Linked DNA regions of Mus musculus: region 1 is linked to region 2. Evidence: chromatin contacts called from public HiCAR-type data. All regions are on one chromosome and are shown on one strand. Each heading gives the region's core, a stretch centred on a gene start, on an enhancer-like site or on the middle of the called end of the contact. The rest is flanking DNA. Distances are from core to core; before and after follow the strand shown. Region 1 holds the start of Pak7 (p21 (RAC1) activated kinase 7). Region 2 holds the start of Plcb4 (phospholipase C, beta 4).

Region 1 (4,950 bases), core at 1,073-3,572, 730 kb after region 2:
AAATACCCAGATCTGCATCAATAAATTTCTACTTCTTTAAGCTACCAAGTTGGGGGTGTATGGCTATGTCAGTGCTAAGAAATAAAACAATTTGGAGTATTTCAGTAAAAGTAAATTGAATTTGACTTGCATAGCAAATACATATAACATGGGTTCCAAACACATACATGTCCTTCTCAAAGAGATTTCCCCATGCCCAGTTTCTTTGTATTATTATTAATGTCTACATCTATCCATTTATGTGGGCTTTGCTTTGTGAATCACAAGTCTTTGTTGCTGATACATTAAATCACTTCCACAAAATCCCACACCTAAATACGGAGGAACCAGAGTTCAAATTTAGCTTTATCTCATCACTAAAATGACACTGTATTCCAGAACATCTGTCTCTGGTGCCTGTCCATTGCAGCATATTCTGAGGATGTAGGAAAGGCATTGGCAACCTCGGCTTTCAATGCCTACAATCAAAACTCACGTTTGTTAATTAAATGATAAGTTGCAAGGACTGAGTACAATCAATCTCTTATTCACAGAGGAACACGAAGTTTATTCTACTACAAGTATTGTCAATGAACTTGCCATTAGCTTCTACAGCTTTCATTAGAAGTTCTGCTTTGCACACGTGTATTCAAAGTCAAGGTGTTATCAGATTGGACACTTATAGCTTTACTCTACTTAAATTCATTTCCCTCCTGCAGTCTCTGTTTCATTATCACAATACTGACTCATTCTTGCCACCTAAGGAGATCATAAGAATAAATAGTGTAAGTGCAGAGGAAAGTATCTAAACTTCATATTCACAGACAGATGCCCAGCCTGAAAAGATAAAACAGGGGATGAAGGTGTGTTCTAAATTTACCTTTCCTCCCTCTCAGGGGGCTATGCTGCTAATCATAACAGATACAACTGTAAGGTGTCACATCTGTTGTTGCAGAATGTCAACTTTAAGAAGGCTTGTGTAGGAGGGACTTCTTCAGGGAGTAATGTGTCCATCTGTAAATTAAAGATGCTGCCTTTACACCAAATGCCACAAGAGGGTCTCTGATGTTTTGTGAAGTACCTATTTCCCCAGAAGTGTATCCAGTTTTCCAAGTCGTTATCAATTATTGGCCAAGACATTTTTTTCTTTACTACTCTAATATTTAAAAGATCTGTTCAGTTCTTTGAAAGGTTAGGGCTCCCTTAATTGAGATATGAATGCTGGCAAATTAACTTCTACCCTATCACAATGGAAAGCTCCAGACACACTCGGTTTCAAAACGGATGCTCACATTTGTGCCCTAAACTGGACACTTGACAGTCCTGAGACTTTCCAAGTTTATCCTCTAGGAGACTGACATTGTACAGAATTTTAACCAGAGTTTGGAAGTGATATTCTCTTCCACATTCTGTCCACCAATGTTCACAAGCAGAAGTTCTTTCCCAATCCATTGCAACCCACTAAGCGAACAGAGACAAACAACAAAGGAAAACACAGTCCCATAAAGGTTCCGCTATTGCATCTGGTGGTCCACACCTGCTAAAAGACAAAAACCATATGGGAACCCTGCCCTGGCAATGCATCCAGCACTCCCTGGGAGCAGCAGGCACTGTCGTATCACCGGCAGGGCGTGCGCGAGTGCATACACAAAGAACTGCTGCTGGGCTTGCTAGCCTTTCGGGGTACCAGCAGACTCCTAGAGCTGGCATCCAGGGTGATCTCCTACGCCCTCCATCCTAGCATAAGAGCGCTATCCTTTATTTGACCGGTGAAGAGCCCAAGCTGGATGATATCGCAAAGATTGGGGGTTGGGGAGTGGGCGGACCCTGGATCCCTTGCCCATTCTCAGAGGTCCCCAGCCTTTGGCATCTCCTAGGAGATGCACAATCAATTGTGCTGTCATAGAGGTCTCCTTTCGCATCCTCTCTAGGCAAAGCCAGATGCCCGGTGTAGCAACCGTGCGCATCTTGGCAAGCGCCCCTTCTGGAGCCGCTACCCATAAGCCGACCTGCCCGGTGCTCCTGCCTACCTGGTGGCTGGCTGTCAGCAGAGAAGTCGCGGTACCTCATCTGCTTCTCCGCTGCTGCTACATCTGTTATATCGCTCCAAGCGCCATGTTCCTGCTCTCCACGGGCGCACGCCAGGGAACTACTACGGCTGGGAAGGGGCAAGGGGGGCGGGGGCTAGAGGAGGGGGTGGGGGCAGAGTCAAAGCTTTTTACTCTCCTCCCAAACCTCTCCCAGCTACTGAGCATGCCCAAGCCGCCTGGCTTCGCCCCTAGGAGGACTGTCCGCTGAGACCACTCAGCTGCTCCGGGTTTTAGGAGCAGCCCGCTGTAGGAAAGCTGTAGCAATTGAGGGGGGTGAAAGGGGGAGTGTGGAGGGAGTGTCTGCACGCCCGAGCTGGAGAAAACAGCCAATCGGATCACACTTTCCTTCTACCATCCCCCTGCGGGCTACTCCCGCATACCCCTCCCTGAACATCCCAGTTTGTCCAAATTTTCTATAGGACCTTTGCAAAGCCGCACTACATCAGTATGCTAGCTAGTCTCTTTAGCATCACCTGGTCCTGTGCTTCGCAAACTTTAATGAGCCTTTGATTTAAAATACAGATTTGGATTCAACTGCCTGGTCCTGAAAGTCCCCGTGCCATTCGGCTGGTCCTCTGAAAGGTCAGGAGGTGCAAGAATCCAGAAACATCTTCTATAACCTCTAATTGGTCATGGAGTCTTTAATCAGCAATGGACTTATCAGCCTAAGGAGTTACCTTCAGCTTTTGATGATAGCAGCGGTTCAAGGGAGGATGTCCCCTGGGATGTCATGCCTTTCCTGGAAAGAGGCTTTGTAGGGCACACACTGAAGACAGCATAAAACCATTAGTTTGATCTAGAATTAGGAGTTTCGGAGACGATGGGCTCTTGGATCAATTCACAATCGCTTTGATACTTGAGACTAGGAAACTCGTGCTCAGTCAGTTGACCTGTTGTTGACCTGTTGTCCAATTCAAGCCTGAACCAGTCTATCCTGACTGTCTACCTGTCTTCTCTGAGCCTGGGACAAAACCTGAGAGGTTCGATGTAATGTCAAGGCTGGGCTTGACAGTTGAGACTGACTGGTCTTTTGAGAGCAAAAGACCACAGGAGGTATCGGTAATATTGAGATTAGTCACTGCCCACATGAAACCAATCAATTCACAAAACCAACCAAGAGACTTTAATCTTGGTTTTGAGAGAGCCACATCCTTCTTCATCCTCAGAGATCTCTAGATTGTCCTTATGAGAATATAGTGTCTGATCCTATAACTGAATAAGTCGGTTATAAAACAGGGCCAGTTTGCTAGTGAATAGTAGATGCTTATCATCTCCTGTCCCCGTGGCTTATCTGTTCACACACTACTTTCACTGAAGTAACTTATATATCAAAACAGAATCATGGCAGGAGCTGGTGCTAAAGATATTGCCACAGCTGTTAAGAACTCATGTTGCCCATCCAGAGGTCCCAGGTTCAGTTGTATAGGGTGGGTCCGAGCTGTACGTGACTCTGACTCCAGTGGATCTCACACACTCCTCTGGTATCAGTGGTGCCTTTTTCCACCTGGTACACAAAGAAGCATCCAGACACATATATACACATAAAAATAAATCTTTAAAAAATAGATCACAGAACAGATAGATGGTCACTGTTCTCCACTGATGTTTCTAAGTGTGAAGGACATATGTATCTTGGCCTATCAAATCCTATTTTTCCCATTCATATGACTAAAGTCAATAAATTTATCAATGCTTGAAACTGCTCAAATAGCCCTACCTCACCTCTCACCAACTGGATTGCTGTCCCATGGCCATTGGCATAATATTTTCTATTCTTTACTTTCCCCTATGTGGACTTGGACAGATGCAAATGACAGGAAATATTTTATTAAGATGAAGTTTACTTGTAGTTTTAGTATCAATAAAAAGTGCACACACTGCCAAAGTGAACTATATAATCTGAATAATATAATTTTATATTATAATTATGCCATCATGAATAGCCATGAAACAACTGATAGAAAAAAATCATAAATGAAAATCTGCTCCAAAGGAAACTACCAGGCTTAGATGGTTTCACTAGAGAAACGCTCTAAGTAGTGTAAAATACAAAACAACAAAAACAAAACAAAAACTATTTTCACACAATTATTTCCCAGAAAGCAAGAGAACACATGGCTCAACTAATTTATGAGGCTATAATTTCCCTGACACCAAAACCAAATAAACTTAGTAGAAGAGAAGTCCTCTAAACAATATATCTTATAAACCTACAAACAACCATTCCTGAGAGCTGCAGGAAGGGCTGAGTATCCTAGTACAGGTCCATGGTCCCAGCTACTCAGGAGGCTGAGACAGGAGAATCATGAATTCAAAACTTGTCTGAACTAAAGAGTGACTTAAAGGATCATTCCCACCCAAATGAAGAAGGTACTAAAAGCTTTTAGCTAACACTTATAACACCACACATTTTATCCCAAACACCAAGAAAAAAATATTACCTTGAATCTTACAGTGCATAGAGAAAATTATATATTATCTCTACATAGATGTATGTCAGGAACTCAGGGCTGTCTTAATATGTAAATAGGCATCAATATAATCCATCATACAAACTCAAAAATCCTATCAAATTATACAGGAAAGCATTTGAAAAAATGATACCCATTATTGAATAAAGACTTGAAACTCATCAGGAACTGAGGGAGGGAATTGCCTCATTTATAAAAGGCATCTACAAAAAACAAAAACAAAAAACAACAACAAAAACAAACAAAAAAGCAAACAAACAACAACAACAAAAAACCTCTAGTGAACTTGCCATTTAAAAAAGAAAGTAAAAATAGTTTCCTCCTAAGATTCAGGAAAACTAAGAAGAGACTCATCCATCATCTCTTTCAACATATTACTAGAAATTATAGCAACTGAAATTAGGCAAGAA
Region 2 (4,854 bases), core at 1,845-4,344:
CCTTTCCTACAGACATTTTCAGTGTGAATCTCTCTAAAACCAACCATCCATCCATCCATTCATCCATCCATCCACCCATCCATCCATCAGTCAATCTGGTCATAACCTTGCTTGACAACTTCCAATGGGCTCACAGGGTACTTACTTATAAGCTTTATGTTCAAAGTCCTTTCTGTGTTCTTAGAGGATGTGACTCCCAACTGCCCCAGAATTCTCAATTCTCCTCACTTTACGCCTCGGTGAGACACCCTGGTTCCTTCCTGTTTCTGGAACAGGTCAAACAAATTCTCACCCTAGCTTCCTGCTGTTCCCTGCTGTGGACAGGCTTCTTCCCAGACATTCACCTTTCCCTGTTCATCCAGGTTCTATTCAAATGTTAAATCCTGAGGGCGGACATCTCAGTCCCAGTCCAAACTAGCAGTCTTCCCTGCCTATTTCCGGAAGTTCTTTTTCATTTCCTTTGCCCATTTTAACGTGTCACTGGCTGTCTCTTATGATAGTATATAACTTCATCCAGGAAACGACTTTGTCTTATGTTTACCTGAGAGTCTTGGGCAAAGAGTAGTGAGTGTGTCTGGCACAGAAAAGCCTTTGAAAAGTGTCTAAGAAGCCATTAAGGAGTGGGAAAAGGAGCCGCCATGAAATCATATTTCATTTAGGATTCAGAAAGCTCCACTGTTCATGTAACATTGAGTGGTAACAGGCTCAGTGTTAGTGTGAGCACCTGATGGAACACAAGACTACCGTGAGCTTTTTTTCCCCCCCATACGTAAAATGAAATGTTTAATCTATAAAACTCGGAGTGAACTCTACGGTAGAAGTCTAGATTTACAGAAGTTTGTTTATGTGTTGGACCTCTTTGAAATGGCCATTCTGTTTTTCATAAACTACTATAAAAAGCGCAGTGTATGAAGTACTATCTTAAGTTGGGACTGGCGTTTCTTGCTGCTGGAGTTAGCAGCTTGCTGTATGAAACCCATGCAGAAGCATCTTGTGTGTGTGGCTGCAGCGAAGAACTGCTCGGCTGATACCAGTCCCAGGAGCGCATCCAGAGAAAGGTGAGCACTCAGTAATTGTTTCAGGCTATGGTGTGTTGGTGGTTTTGTTAGCCATCAAAGACCAACTAATTAACTATATTTGAGTATATTATGTACTAAGTTCTACTGCTAAGAACTGTCAGTCACATAAGTGATAGCTTCTAGCTCCCCTTTCTGGGGATAATATTTGAGGCACATAAGACATACAAGAGAAGGCCTGAAGGACTGGTTTGAGTTTAGCTATACTATTTATTGGCTGCTCAACCTGGGGCAAATTCCTTACCCTTTCTGAGCCACAGCTTTCTCACATGCAGGGAAAGCAGGCCTAAAATACTACCCCAAGCCCTCAGCTTACAAGCAGCAATATCAGAATGAGTTGTTAGAGATGGAGAACATATGATTTTACTTCTGTCTTGTCTAATGAAAATCTGCATTTTAAAAAGCCTTTCAGGCAGTTCATGTGCCCGGTTTGCGGCACTCTCAAAAGCAGTCTTAACACACTGGCATGAAGACCCTGACCAGTGCAGTATCAGCTTTCTCTGGCATCTTTATTCTCTTTTTAACCTTGGTGGAAAAGCTGATCTGGCTTAGTGAATGTTTCTGTAGGTTTTGTCACAGACAGGCAGGCAGACACTGCAGAAAAACCTTTTTCAAGGCTAACTTAAATCTGAAGCTTTGTGTTTGGCTAGAGAGTGGTCAGTAGCTCTCAGTCCATCTCCCTTAAATTGGTAAATTATTTTTTTCTTTCTCGTTTTGAGACAGGGTTCAGGTTGGTCTTGAACCGACTGTATAGTTTAGGCTGCTCTGTAAACTAACTGGGATTACAGGCATGTACCATCACACATCACACTAGTTGATCAACTTTTGGTGGTTATTTTCTTTCTATCCATGCTGAAACGGCCAGAATGAACGAAGGGTGCGACACTTTGGGGTTTTCAACTGCTGTATCCACGGTGCCTGGACTGTTCCTTTGTGCCTACACTTCTGCCCTCTTCTCCATTTTTTTTTTAAGCTAACCTCTAAACCGACCCCTTTCCTCTTGACCCGCCAGCCCAGTTCAGGCAGCTGAGCATGCCCAGTTCAGCCGCCAGCATGGGCCCCAGTCCCCAGTGCGCAGGTGCCACGTCTCCGGGTTTTGGTGGCCGCCGCCAGGCAGGAGAGGGAGGAAGCCGAGTGGCCTCGGTAGGAGGAAGCCCTCGGGGAGTTCCGGAGCGGCTCCAGTGTAGGGTCTCCACAAAGGGTGACGCTGGATGCACATGGCCAGGCCGCCTCAGCAGGACTTCGGGCACCCGGGTGTCGGTTCAAAGGACAAGGAGAGCTGGCCACAGCGATCCCCAGCATCCCTGGAACCGAAGTCTGGGGGGGGGGGGTGGAGTGGGGTGCACGTCTCAGGATCACTTGGGGGAAGACTTTGGAAATCACTTTCTGGCTCAGTGTGAGCCCGTTGTAGTACTTCCTCCGGCAGATTGTTTTTCGGGCTGAATGAATAAAATCCCTGTCTCACAGTGCCTGCTGCAGTGTACAAGCTCTCCGTGTTTGTTCAATGTAACATAGACGAAAGCGCAGTTCCCGCTCCCCGCTCCCGGTTCTGGCTGGCTCGCACCCCCTCCTCCCGGGCCGGGCACCCGCTGAGTCCGTGGCCAGCGGCGCGTGGTGTCCCGCTGCTGGCTCAGCTCAGTCCCCACGGGCGCGCGCCCAGACCCTGCACCGGGAAGGCGGCGGCGGCGACCCCGGGACAGCCAACCCCCACCCCGGCCGGCCCGCGCGGCCCCGGTCCACCCCCAGCCCCGCCGGGCGCCGCACTGGGCATGCTCCGTAGCCCGGCAGGTTGGGGCTGCGAGGCGACGGCTTGGGCTCCAGAGGCAGCGTCGCGGCCGGGAGTAGGGGCGGCGGGCCCGGGGCCGCACGGGGCCCGGCTCGGCGGGAGCGGCGGGCGGGCGGCGCCCTGGGCAGCGGGCGGCCGAGGTGAGCGCAGCGGGGAGGCGCTGGCCGGTGGGGGGCGGAGGCGGCGGAGGGCGGGGCGGCGCCGGAGGGGCTCGGCGGCCGCGGCGGCGGGGAGGGGGTGGCGGCGCGCGAGCGGCTCAGGAGCCGCGCCGCAAACAGGCTCTCACACGCGCGCACACACACACACACACACACACACACACACACAGACACTCACACGCGCGCGCGCGAACACAGCGGGGCTCCCGGAGGCGGCGGTGGCCGCATCCCCGGCAGCGACTCGCCTGGAAGTGACAGGTAGGAGAAGGCGCTTTGGGTCCCGCCCGGGGATGCTCCCGCCGCTCCCAGCCCGCCGGGCTACTCGGCTTCCCGCGGGTGCGTCCCGGACGCGCGCGCGCGCCCCCGGTTGCCCTGCCGGGGACCCGGTGCAGGTGCGGGGTGCGAGGCGTCCTGCGCGGGAGGCAGGGGACCCCGCCGCCACCCGCCTCTCCGGCAATCATCTGCTACTGGGTTTCCTCTGCCTACCCGGACGTTCACCCTCTTCTGCGCTAGAAATAGCTCGGCTCGACGTGTATATGATTATTTTGGTTGGAAATAGTTGGCACTGTGCAACGCATGTAAATGTGTGTGCGTGTGCATCTTCAGCGTCTTCTGGGGACAGCTTACGAATGATAGACCGTTTCCAGTTGACACTGACAGGCTAAGCGCTCCTTCAGGACAGTATCTGGGCCTCCTAAAAGCATGTAAAAGAACATTGCTTTATTTTCAGAAGTTTAAAGTTGTTTTTTCTTAGTCAATTAGAAATTGTCTATATTGTACAATTTTTGAGTTTAGACTCAGTAAACTACTGAATCTAAGTGTGAAAACACAGAATTTTCCAATTGAACAACTCTAGAGTTATAAAGCCAGCATTTCTAGAAAGGCAAATGTCTTATATTCCACAAATATGCATGCATTTGAGATATGACTTTAAAAAAATAACCCTAAACTTCTATAGTGCTTCTTCCTATTTCTCTAAAGCAAGGGGCTTGAGATTTAATTTGGGGCAAAACATTCATGGACAGTCGCCATCTTTTGAAGTAGAAGTGGGATGCATAGTGGTCCATAAATTTAAATTATCCATTGGTGGAGATAATGTGTTGAATAAACATGGCTAGCAGTAAAGTCCATGCACAGGCAGGTGTATAATGCTTTGAAAAAAATTGAATTTCTCTTTTAAGGAAAAATCAGACCATAAAATAAAGATGACCAGGAAGAGCAACCAGTGACTTTTTACCTGGGTGGACTCCCAGGATCTCAGAAAGTGAAGAACTACTCTTTAGGGTAGGAAGATGTGTGTGTGTGTGTGTGTGTGTGTGTAAAATTTCAACTTAATCCTTTTAGTATTTTTAAGACTGATGTTTTTAAAGATGTGTTTGAACTGAGAACCGAATATTTTGAACCCTTCAAACTTTAATATCCTAAGTTGCAGAGTGATACAGAGGATGAGAAATTCCTCTCACTAGGATTTTGTGGTGTAATCCCTGACTGACTGTGTTATGTAATCTCGAATTTTTCCCCCACAGAACAGTCTTGCATAGTTTTCAACTGGTGTATTGATCTATTATATCATCTATTTTTTTTTTTTACACTGTAGACATTTAATACATGACTGGTGTCTTGGGGAGAACCTCGTGTAAGAAAAAATTACTTTTAAAATGGAATTTCACTTTCTGAGCGTTTTTATGTTGGTGAAACTGGTTTGACAGAAGGAGTGCATCTTCACATGTAACAGTGTGCTGCAGAGGGCTGAGTGTTGGCCTCCCAAGTGTGCTCTGCTCCCCTGCCCCCTCCCCGCTTTTATTACTCAGCCATCAGAACTTAGTTTTGATTT

The links. HiCAR-type assays count read pairs that join an accessible place to other places.
Region 1: a HiCAR-type map of astrocytes shows a contact between it and region 2, with 4 times the contacts expected there. The contact joins the promoter of Pak7 here to the promoter of Plcb4 in region 2. A contact is called at or near these places in 2 of 39 promoter capture datasets (cranial neural crest and neural stem cells), 4 of 484 Hi-C or Micro-C datasets (embryonic stem cells and nephron progenitors), 2 of 115 datasets of contacts at active chromatin or transcription factors (astrocytes and embryonic stem cells) and 1 of 9 other capture datasets (embryonic stem cells).

What each region holds. Positions count from the first base shown.
Region 1 is chr2:136,385,645-136,390,594 of GRCm38.p6, forward strand. It overlaps Pak7 (p21 (RAC1) activated kinase 7), which reads right to left and starts at 2,323. Exons shown (of 10, transcript NM_172858.2): 1 at 2,010-2,323.
Region 2 is chr2:135,656,453-135,661,306 of GRCm38.p6, forward strand. It overlaps Plcb4 (phospholipase C, beta 4), which reads left to right and starts at 3,095. Exons shown (of 39, transcript NM_001355153.1): 1 at 3,095-3,278.